Regions from separate parts of the Mus musculus genome. Here region 1 is linked to region 2. Evidence: chromatin contacts called from public promoter capture Hi-C data. All regions are on one chromosome and are shown on one strand. The core of a region is the stretch at or near the end of the contact, and the rest is flanking DNA. Distances in the headings are between cores, read along the strand shown. Region 1 holds the start of Haus4 (HAUS augmin-like complex, subunit 4). Region 2 holds the start of Bcl2l2 (BCL2-like 2).

Region 1 (4,157 bases), core at 366-2,865, 330 kb before region 2:
GCTGTTCATCACTAAAGGAAGTCAGGACTGGAACTCAAGCAGGTCAGAAAGCTGATGCAGAGGCCATGGAGGGATGTTCTTTACTGGCTTGCTTTCCCTGGCTTGCTCAGCCTGCTCTCTTATAGAATCAAGATTACCAGCCCAGAGATGGTCCCACCCACAAGGGGCCTTTCCCCCTTGATCACTAATTGAGAAAATGCCTTGCAGTTGGATCTCATAGAGGCATTTCCTCAACTGAAGCTCCTTTCTCTGTGATAACTCCAGCTGTCAGGTTGACACAAAACCAGCCAGTACACCACCCAAATCCACTAAGTTCTAATGGAAGGCGTCTTCCTACCGTTACCATTTTGCTGGAGCTACAAACTGTTGCTGTCTGTCGTGTTCCCAGTAAACTAAGGGGTGTGGGTCCCAGTATACCTTTTGCCCCCTTTATAGCTCAACTGTGGAATATCACAGTTTCTTTCTGGTGCTTCTCTGTCAGTGTCATCTCATGAAAGAGCTATCTGTCTGGGAGCAAGAGCGACAGACACTTGAACTACAACAGCTTTTCCAGTAACAATGCACTGCAGTGGTTAGTGTGGGGACATAGCTATACAGATAGGTGTTTTGCCAGAACCTGGAGCACCTTGAAAAGAATGTCATCAACAGAGAGCAATGAGAAACTCAACAGCAACACAAACATTGCCTGCCCATTCTTTCCCTTATTGCTTTACCCACTCCTCCAAATGGCAGCTGAGCCCGAGGCAGCCCCGAGTCTGAAGCTTATTAGTACTTAACGCTTCACGTCCACAGAACATTGGTTTATTCGCTCCTTTTATGAGTCACATGAAAGCAACTAGCCGTTTGTTTTGTAGCGTGGTCTAGAGGAATCAGCTGAGGAGGCGCAATTCGAGACATTAATTTGTGGCTCCGCCCCGCCCCCCATGTTTTCTGTGTGAGTTTATGTGAAATGCTCCTTTTTCAGGTGCCAACAGTGTTCCACCTGCAAAGCCGCGATAACGGTTCTTGCCTTGCATGAAGCATCAAGAATTAATAACAATCGACTTGTCAACAAAAGCTATTTAGTTATGTTTTACCAGTAAGTTCCGTTTTACCAACTCAGAATGTTGTTGAACTACACCTACAAATAAAGTTTTGCAGGCCAGTTAGGCACCCAGCCACGAGGGTTTCAACCGCCCAGGGGTCCTCAGCGGAGCCGCCCACAGGACGTGACCTTAGGCTTCACCCCCACCCTGCGCAGGCAGCCGGGGTCCCACGCGCAGGAGCGCAGAGCGCCGAACTCTGACGCAGGCGTGCTTCGAGCCCTCCAGCCGTTCCCCTGCACGCTGTGCTGGACGCAGATTGATCGTCCTGACTGTTTTCACAAGAGGTGACCCTTACAAGGCCGGAGATAATCAAGATGCAGACGCGCTCTCCGGCGCCGACCTACCGTCTGGGTCGCCAAGGAGTCCTAAAGGGCGAGCGCGGCCTCGCCGCAAGCTCGCGGTCGTCGAGCGCTAACCTGCACGGCTCGCCGCCGGAGCGCTAAGGCCGGGGCCTGCCCGGGAAAGGCGCTGCCGCCAGCGTAGAAACAACTGGGTCTTAAATCAGCCGGGCACAGGACGGGGCGGGGCCTCCGTTCCCGCCTGGCGCAGCCCCGCCCCGGGAGCGCGCGCTCAGCGCAACTGTCGCGGTAGCGGCTCGGATCCTGGAAGTCGGAACTTCACCCATTTAACAAAGGGGAAGACTAGGCACGGAAGGTTATATAGAGGTGGCGGCCCAGCTCGGAAGCTTAGGCCTGCCACTGTGGTGCTCGGAGGTCGAGCCAATGTGTTGTTGGTATCAGAGATCGTCCTGTCTCGGCCTCCCGATTGATGAGAGGAAAGGTGCACGCCACTACACCCCCACTGGTTTGTTTTTATTTATCGATGTGGGCGAGCGCATGCGCCATATGTGGGCGGTGTCCACGGAGGCCGGAAGAGGGAGCCAGAGCCCTTTGAGCCGATGTTACAGGTGCTTGTGAGCTGCCAGATTTTGGGTTCTGGGACTTGAACTCAGATCCTTTTACTACGTTGCTCCAGCCTCACCTCTTGAATTTCTTAACCTACCTCGCCTCCTCCGCGCTCCCTCTGTTTTTTTTTAAAGTCACGTTTTATTTACTGTGTGTCCTACGTGTGCTGTGGAGGTCAGAAGACATTCTGGGAGTGAGACATCATAGGCTTGGTAGCAAGCTCCTTTACCCATTGAGCCGCGTTAACTGCCCTGCCCCATTCCCACATCCCTTATTTCCCATCATCCTTCCTTCACTCCTACTTATGCCTACACTGGTTTTGTAAAACTAAGGGTACCCAATCAGGAAGTGACTTCTTTTGGAAAATAAGATGTTTAGCTGTACTGTTAATCCTTCACCACACCTACTCAGGAGGTTGAGTTAGGAAGATCGAGAGTTCAAAGCTAGGCCCGGGCACTATGCTGAAGTTGCCCATCTAAAAAAATAAAAGTCTTAAATAAACTGCTTCAAGGTTATTAGAGCTCTTTATACGTTTTTATTTATTTTACTGTTGTTTACGTGTGTGGGTGTTTGACTGGCACATATGTCTGTGAACCACTTGTATGCTTACTGCTGTGGGATCCTCTGGAACCGGTTACAGTTACCACCATATAAGTGTGGAGAATCCAACCCAGGTTTACTTGAAGAGGGATGGTTGAGCCATCTCCCTAGCCCAGTGATTAGATCGCTTGCATCAGAGAACAAACTGATAGGATGGAGCAAAAGTGCTAGGAAATGGAGCTGTTTGGCTTTTCCTTAGAACAGCAGTTCTCAACCTGTGGTCGAGACCCCTTTGGTTGGTTGAACGACCCTACAGGGGTCACCTAAGGCCACTGGAGAACACAGGTGTTTACAATTCGTAACAGCAAAATTACAGTTATGAAGTAAGTAATGGAAATCATTTATGGTTGGGGGTCACCACAACATGAGAATCTGTATTAAAGGGTCACAGCTTTAGAACATTCTAGGGCCAAGGGTAGTGGCTCATGCCTTTAACCCCAGTGATTGGGAGGTAGGGGGTAAGCAGATGAGGACAGCCTGATCTACACAGAGTGTTCCAGGAAGGCCAGGGTTGTATAGAAAGATCAGTGAGAGAGAGAGAGAGAGAGAGAGAGAGAGAGAGAGAGAGAGAGAGAGAGAAGAGAAGAGAAAGGAGGAAGAGGAGGAGGAGGAGAAGAAGGAGAAGGAGAAGAGAGAAAGAAAAAAAAAAAGAAAGAAAGAAAGAAAAAAGAAAAGGAAGGAGGAGGAGGAGACTTGTATTTGAATACACAGAGAAATGATTCTAGGGCAGAAAGCTTTTATGCCCTTGGTCAGGGCATCAGCTGCCATGTTCCATGTTTAATGCTAGAGTGCAGTCACTTTTCAAAGCTTTTAAAAATCACTTATGCTTCCTCAATTCTTCAATGCAGCCTCATTAAATGCCAGGCTTACGCACGAACCGTGCTCAGAACAAAATAGCAAGCATGCTTTGGTGATTTTCAGCTGATCAGAGATTTACTGAAATTTCATCTCCCAAGTCTTCAGGTTCTTAAATACTGAACTACAAAGCTCTGGCTAAGAGGCTCGAAAGCACGCGAGGCCCTGAGCAGGGAAGGCTCAGAAGGCTGCCTTCCAGAGGAAGATGGGGAAGATAGCAGTGGACAGACACCTTGCGGACAGAGCTCCGTGTGCAATTATCTCTTCCCTCTTTGTCCCTTCCAAGCCATGAGACCTTGGGCTACAGCTCTCCTTCCTGTGGGAGGTGTGGGGGGGGAGACAACATATTTCTTGTTACTCCAATCTCTTAGCATTGGCATAACGATCAAATGAGATAACGGCTGAGAAAGCGCCTTGGAAAGACTATGAAAGTGAGGTGTTTTATTAAGTGCCTGGGGAGACACAGAGATGAATGTGACCTAATTCCTATCCCGAGGAAATTCACACTCTGTTGAGGAGACACACATGAGAAGAAAATAACCCAAGGCAGTAAATAGGTGCCGAAAAGGCAGTCTAGATTATAAATACCAAAGAAACTTAAAGAGGGGACAGGCATTTCTCTGCAGAAATAAATAGGAAAGGCTGAAGTCTTATTTTCACTATGCCCGATAAAAAGACATTTTAAAAAAAACCACTTTGAATGAGAGTCCAG
Region 2 (4,093 bases), core at 1,177-3,676:
AACTTTCCAAGACCTCCCTGGGTAACTGACATCCTGGTTGGCAAGTTGAGACATGAATGCTAGGCAAGTCGCCTCGCCACAGATGAATAACCCAACCAATGGGAGCGAGATAGGTGTACCACAAAGACGTGTTCCTAAGGCGGTTGGTCCCCTGTCCCTAAATCCTGAGTGGTGGGATAACTTGGCACACATACTTGTGGATTTCAGGCTTAAGAGTTTAGTAGGTTAGAATCATAGTCTCAGCTCCCAAGTTTGATCATTCAGTCCTGAGGTGTGTTTTCAATAAACTGTCCCTGCTTGATTGAAATCAGTGTCCATGTGGTTTGTGGGCGATGCCTGTACCCCAACCAGATCTGTCTCTAAAAACAAATGGGGGTGTCCTGCAGGTGGCATCTAGAATGATCAGTTTAAGAACAAAGGAGACACGGGGACAGGTAGAACGCTAGAACTGCACAGAAGTGGAACAGGCTGTACGTTCAGAGCAAAGGACTGAGCAGGAACTCAGAACTGCTGTGGATTCCAGCTGGAACAACAGCACTGACTGCCAGAGGGAAAGGAGGTCATTCTGAGGCATTCATTGTCAAGAGTTCAAACACAGGTCAGACTGATTTAGACTGAAGTCCTCACTCCTCTCCTTGGATGTGTGGATTTGGGTAAATGGTTTAATCCTTCCAAGTCTCAGCTTCCCCTTTTCAAGGAATAAGGATCAAGCAGTCTCAGGAATGAGGTGAGAATAAAACTTATACATGTAAAGAAAGATCTGTGGCTCACACCTGCAATACCATTTGGACTGCTGGCATAGACAGATTGTGAGTTCAAGGTCAGACTGACCTACAAGGAAGAGAGAGAGAGAGAGAGAGAGAGAGAGAGAGAGAGAGAGAGAGAGAGAGAGAGAGAGAGAGAGAGAACAATCAAAACAATCAATTCCCATAATGGATTGCTACTATGATCATTGTGGCTTCTCCGGTGACCACACAGACAAGTGGGAACATCAAGGTTTAGTGGGAGAAGCAAGGGGAAGTAACAAGAAAGAACTGAAGGAAAGAAGCATAATTGGGTTGCCTCTTTCTGGCCTTAACTGGAGTTCCAGAGCTGAAGAAATGGCAACCTTCAGGAGTCCTGGGTGGGGGGAGAGGTGGGAGGATCAGCACACTGATGAGTGCCCTCCTGTGGATCTGCTGTAGTCAGAAAGCTTCTTGCCCTGGAAACTTGCTCTACAGAAAGATATTATCACATGCTGGATAGTGGTGCCTCGGGCCTTTAATCCCATAGTGTCTGAGGCAGAGGCAGGCCAATCCCTGTGAGATCGAGGCCAGCCTGCTCTATAGAAGTGAGTTCCAGGGCAGCCAGGGCTACACAGAGAAGAAACCATGTTTCAAAATACACACACACTCGGTTTTTATATATACATATTTTTACATATATATATATACATAAATGCACATATAAATAGATATATGTATATTATATATACATATATGTGTATATTATAAATATGTATATGGAATATATAAAAATATAAAAATATTTACATATACTATACTGATATACTTTATATTTATATGTATATTGATACATTTATAAATTATATATAACATATATATTTATACTTATAAACATATTTATATTGTATGTGTATATATAAAAGCACATATTTATATAAACATATGTGTATGGATAAATGTATATATAATCCATGTATATGTGAATGTAGATATTCACATGTAAATTATAGATATATGTAATCTGTAAAACAGGTATTAACCCAACATTGGTAACCTGTATTTAGAGAGGGTGTGTAAGATTAGTAAGCTTGTATCAATTTGTGCCTTTTATTGTTTGATTTTTGTTTTAAATAGTAAGAATTAACTCCTGTGGTGGGTAACAAATGAAAAGAAAATCAATCTGATTACAAAAGATGAAGATTGCTTGTGGACACTGTAAACCAAGGCCTGACACCTTGATACCTAGCTGAAACTCCAGCCAAGGAAGAGCCCACTGCATTAAAGGTCCTGAGGGGAAGTATTTTTGTGTTTAGTGTTTCTACTAGCCCCACAAGGGCAAGAGGTTGTTCCCAGCTTAATAGGAACTGCTCTGCTTTTCCTAGGCACGCAATCCAAGCTGGAAAGTTCAACAAGTGCGTGAACAGAAGAGACCTTCCGGAAATGCTGAATTTGCACTGAGCTGCTGAGGCCCGGTGTGTTTCTCTGGGGACACTGCGGGCTTCGCAGGCAGCCGGCACAGGTCACTATGGCCTCTGAACAGCCCTTCAATGGCCCTCTCTTCCTGGAGTTGTGGCTCTTCCCAGCCCTGCCTCCCAGCCCCGCCCCTCTCTCTGGACGCATCTCTGTGTCCCATCATCACCCGGCGCCGGGCCCTCCCTCCCTGCCCTCCCCTCCTCCCTCCTTCCTTCCTTCCCTTCCTCCCTTTCTCCCTCCCTCCCTCCCTCCCTCCCAGCTCCTCCACCAGGAAACAACCGGATTCCGGATCCCGGCTGCGGCCTGACCCGTGAGATTCCTTAACCTGGCTGGCGGGCGGGGTTGGAGACCAGCTAAGGGTGGGGGAATGGGAGGAGCTGGGCCTTTGGGCTGCTCTTGGGGGTACCGGGAATAGAGATGGTGTCGGCAGGAAGCCCGTGGTCCCGGGTTTCCCAAGAGGGCAGTCATTAAACACGGAATCGGTCCCACAGCTGGCAAAGCTTTGGAGGTAGGGGCCCAGTCCCAGGCGCTGCAGTTCCAGTTCTTTCCGGGCCAGACCCAGGCCTTTCCCACCTAGTTCTCTCTCCCTCCCCTTTTCAGGGCTCCACTCTAGCCGGGAGGATGAAAGGCCTCAGCTGGGGGCTCCCTGCCACCAGCACTGGGTCCTAAGAGCTGCCATCCAGGCTGGGTAAGTGTCCTCTTCCTTTCTGCCCCATTACAGCCCTTGGCTTTTCCCATCTTCCTATTCAGCCCCTGTCTCCTCCCTATCTTGTGCCTCTGCCAACATCTTCGCATCATGCTCCTGGGGAGGTCTTAAGCCCCTTCCTATAGCCAAAAAGGGGTGTGTGTGTGTGTGTGTGTGTGTGTGTGTGTGTGTGTGTGTGTGTGTGTGTGTATAGAGGTGGCATACAGCTGGTGCTGTCGTATGAAAGGAATCTGAAGTAGTCTAAAAATAAGATTTCCTGTTGCACACTTAATTTGACATGTTATACGTGGCCAGCTGCTTATGCTCTGAACCTCCCCATGACTTAAATCCGTTGCTCTTTCTTGGCCCTGCCCAGTGCCTCTGAGCATTTCACCTATCTCAGGAGCTTGATCAAATAGGAAATGTCCCTTCTTGCTCTCTGTCAATAATTTCCTTATATTTATGTCAGTCTGTCATCCTTGCCCCTTTCAGCCGCCCGGATGGCGACCCCAGCCTCAACCCCAGACACACGGGCTCTAGTGGCTGACTTTGTAGGCTATAAGCTGAGGCAGAAGGGTTATGTCTGTGGAGCTGGCCCTGGGGAAGGCCCAGCCGCCGACCCGCTGCACCAAGCCATGCGGGCTGCTGGAGACGAGTTTGAGACCCGTTTCCGCCGCACCTTCTCTGACCTGGCCGCTCAGCTACACGTGACCCCAGGCTCAGCCCAGCAACGCTTCACCCAGGTTTCCGACGAACTTTTCCAAGGGGGCCCTAACTGGGGCCGTCTTGTGGCATTCTTTGTCTTTGGGGCTGCCCTGTGTGCTGAGAGTGTCAACAAAGAAATGGAGCCTTTGGTGGGACAAGTGCAGGATTGGATGGTGGCCTACCTGGAGACACGTCTGGCTGACTGGATCCACAGCAGTGGGGGCTGGGTAAGAAGTTCTCAATTGCTGCTCTCCGCATCCCTCTACAAAGTTGGTCTTCATGGGAAAATAGGGCCTCTGATGGGAGGCTGGGGTTGTGCTGGGAAGGGCTGAGTTCCCTTATTTAAGTGGAATCAGACTGAGAGCATCAAGCTCACAGTACTCCAGGGCTACCATGTAGTAGTAGCTGGATGGGCTTCACGGTCCCAAGCAGAAGACTGAATATAGAGTTTTATAAACAGAGAACCTTCAGCGAATAATTGTGACCCCTGCGTACATAGTATGGG

The links. Promoter capture Hi-C pulls out the DNA fragments that hold promoters and counts their contacts.
Region 1: a promoter capture Hi-C map of liver shows a contact between it and region 2, with 2.7 times the contacts expected there. The contact joins the promoter of Haus4 here to the promoter of Bcl2l2 in region 2. A contact is called at or near these places in 10 of 39 promoter capture datasets (the 3T3-L1 cell line, the HPC-7 cell line, cranial neural crest and 5 more), 3 of 115 datasets of contacts at active chromatin or transcription factors (bone marrow-derived macrophages, memory CD8 T cells and pancreatic cancer cells) and 2 of 9 other capture datasets (adipose tissue and liver).

Annotation. Positions count from the first base shown.
Region 1 is chr14:54,552,746-54,556,902 of GRCm38.p6, forward strand. Haus4 (HAUS augmin-like complex, subunit 4) reads right to left here and starts at 1,616. Exons shown (of 10, transcript NM_145462.2): 1 at 1,430-1,616.
Region 2 is chr14:54,880,999-54,885,091 of GRCm38.p6, forward strand. It overlaps Bcl2l2 (BCL2-like 2), which reads left to right and starts at 2,427. Exons shown (of 4, transcript NM_007537.1): 1 at 2,427-2,508; 2 at 2,799-2,886; 3 at 3,376-3,815. The coding sequence starts at 3,384.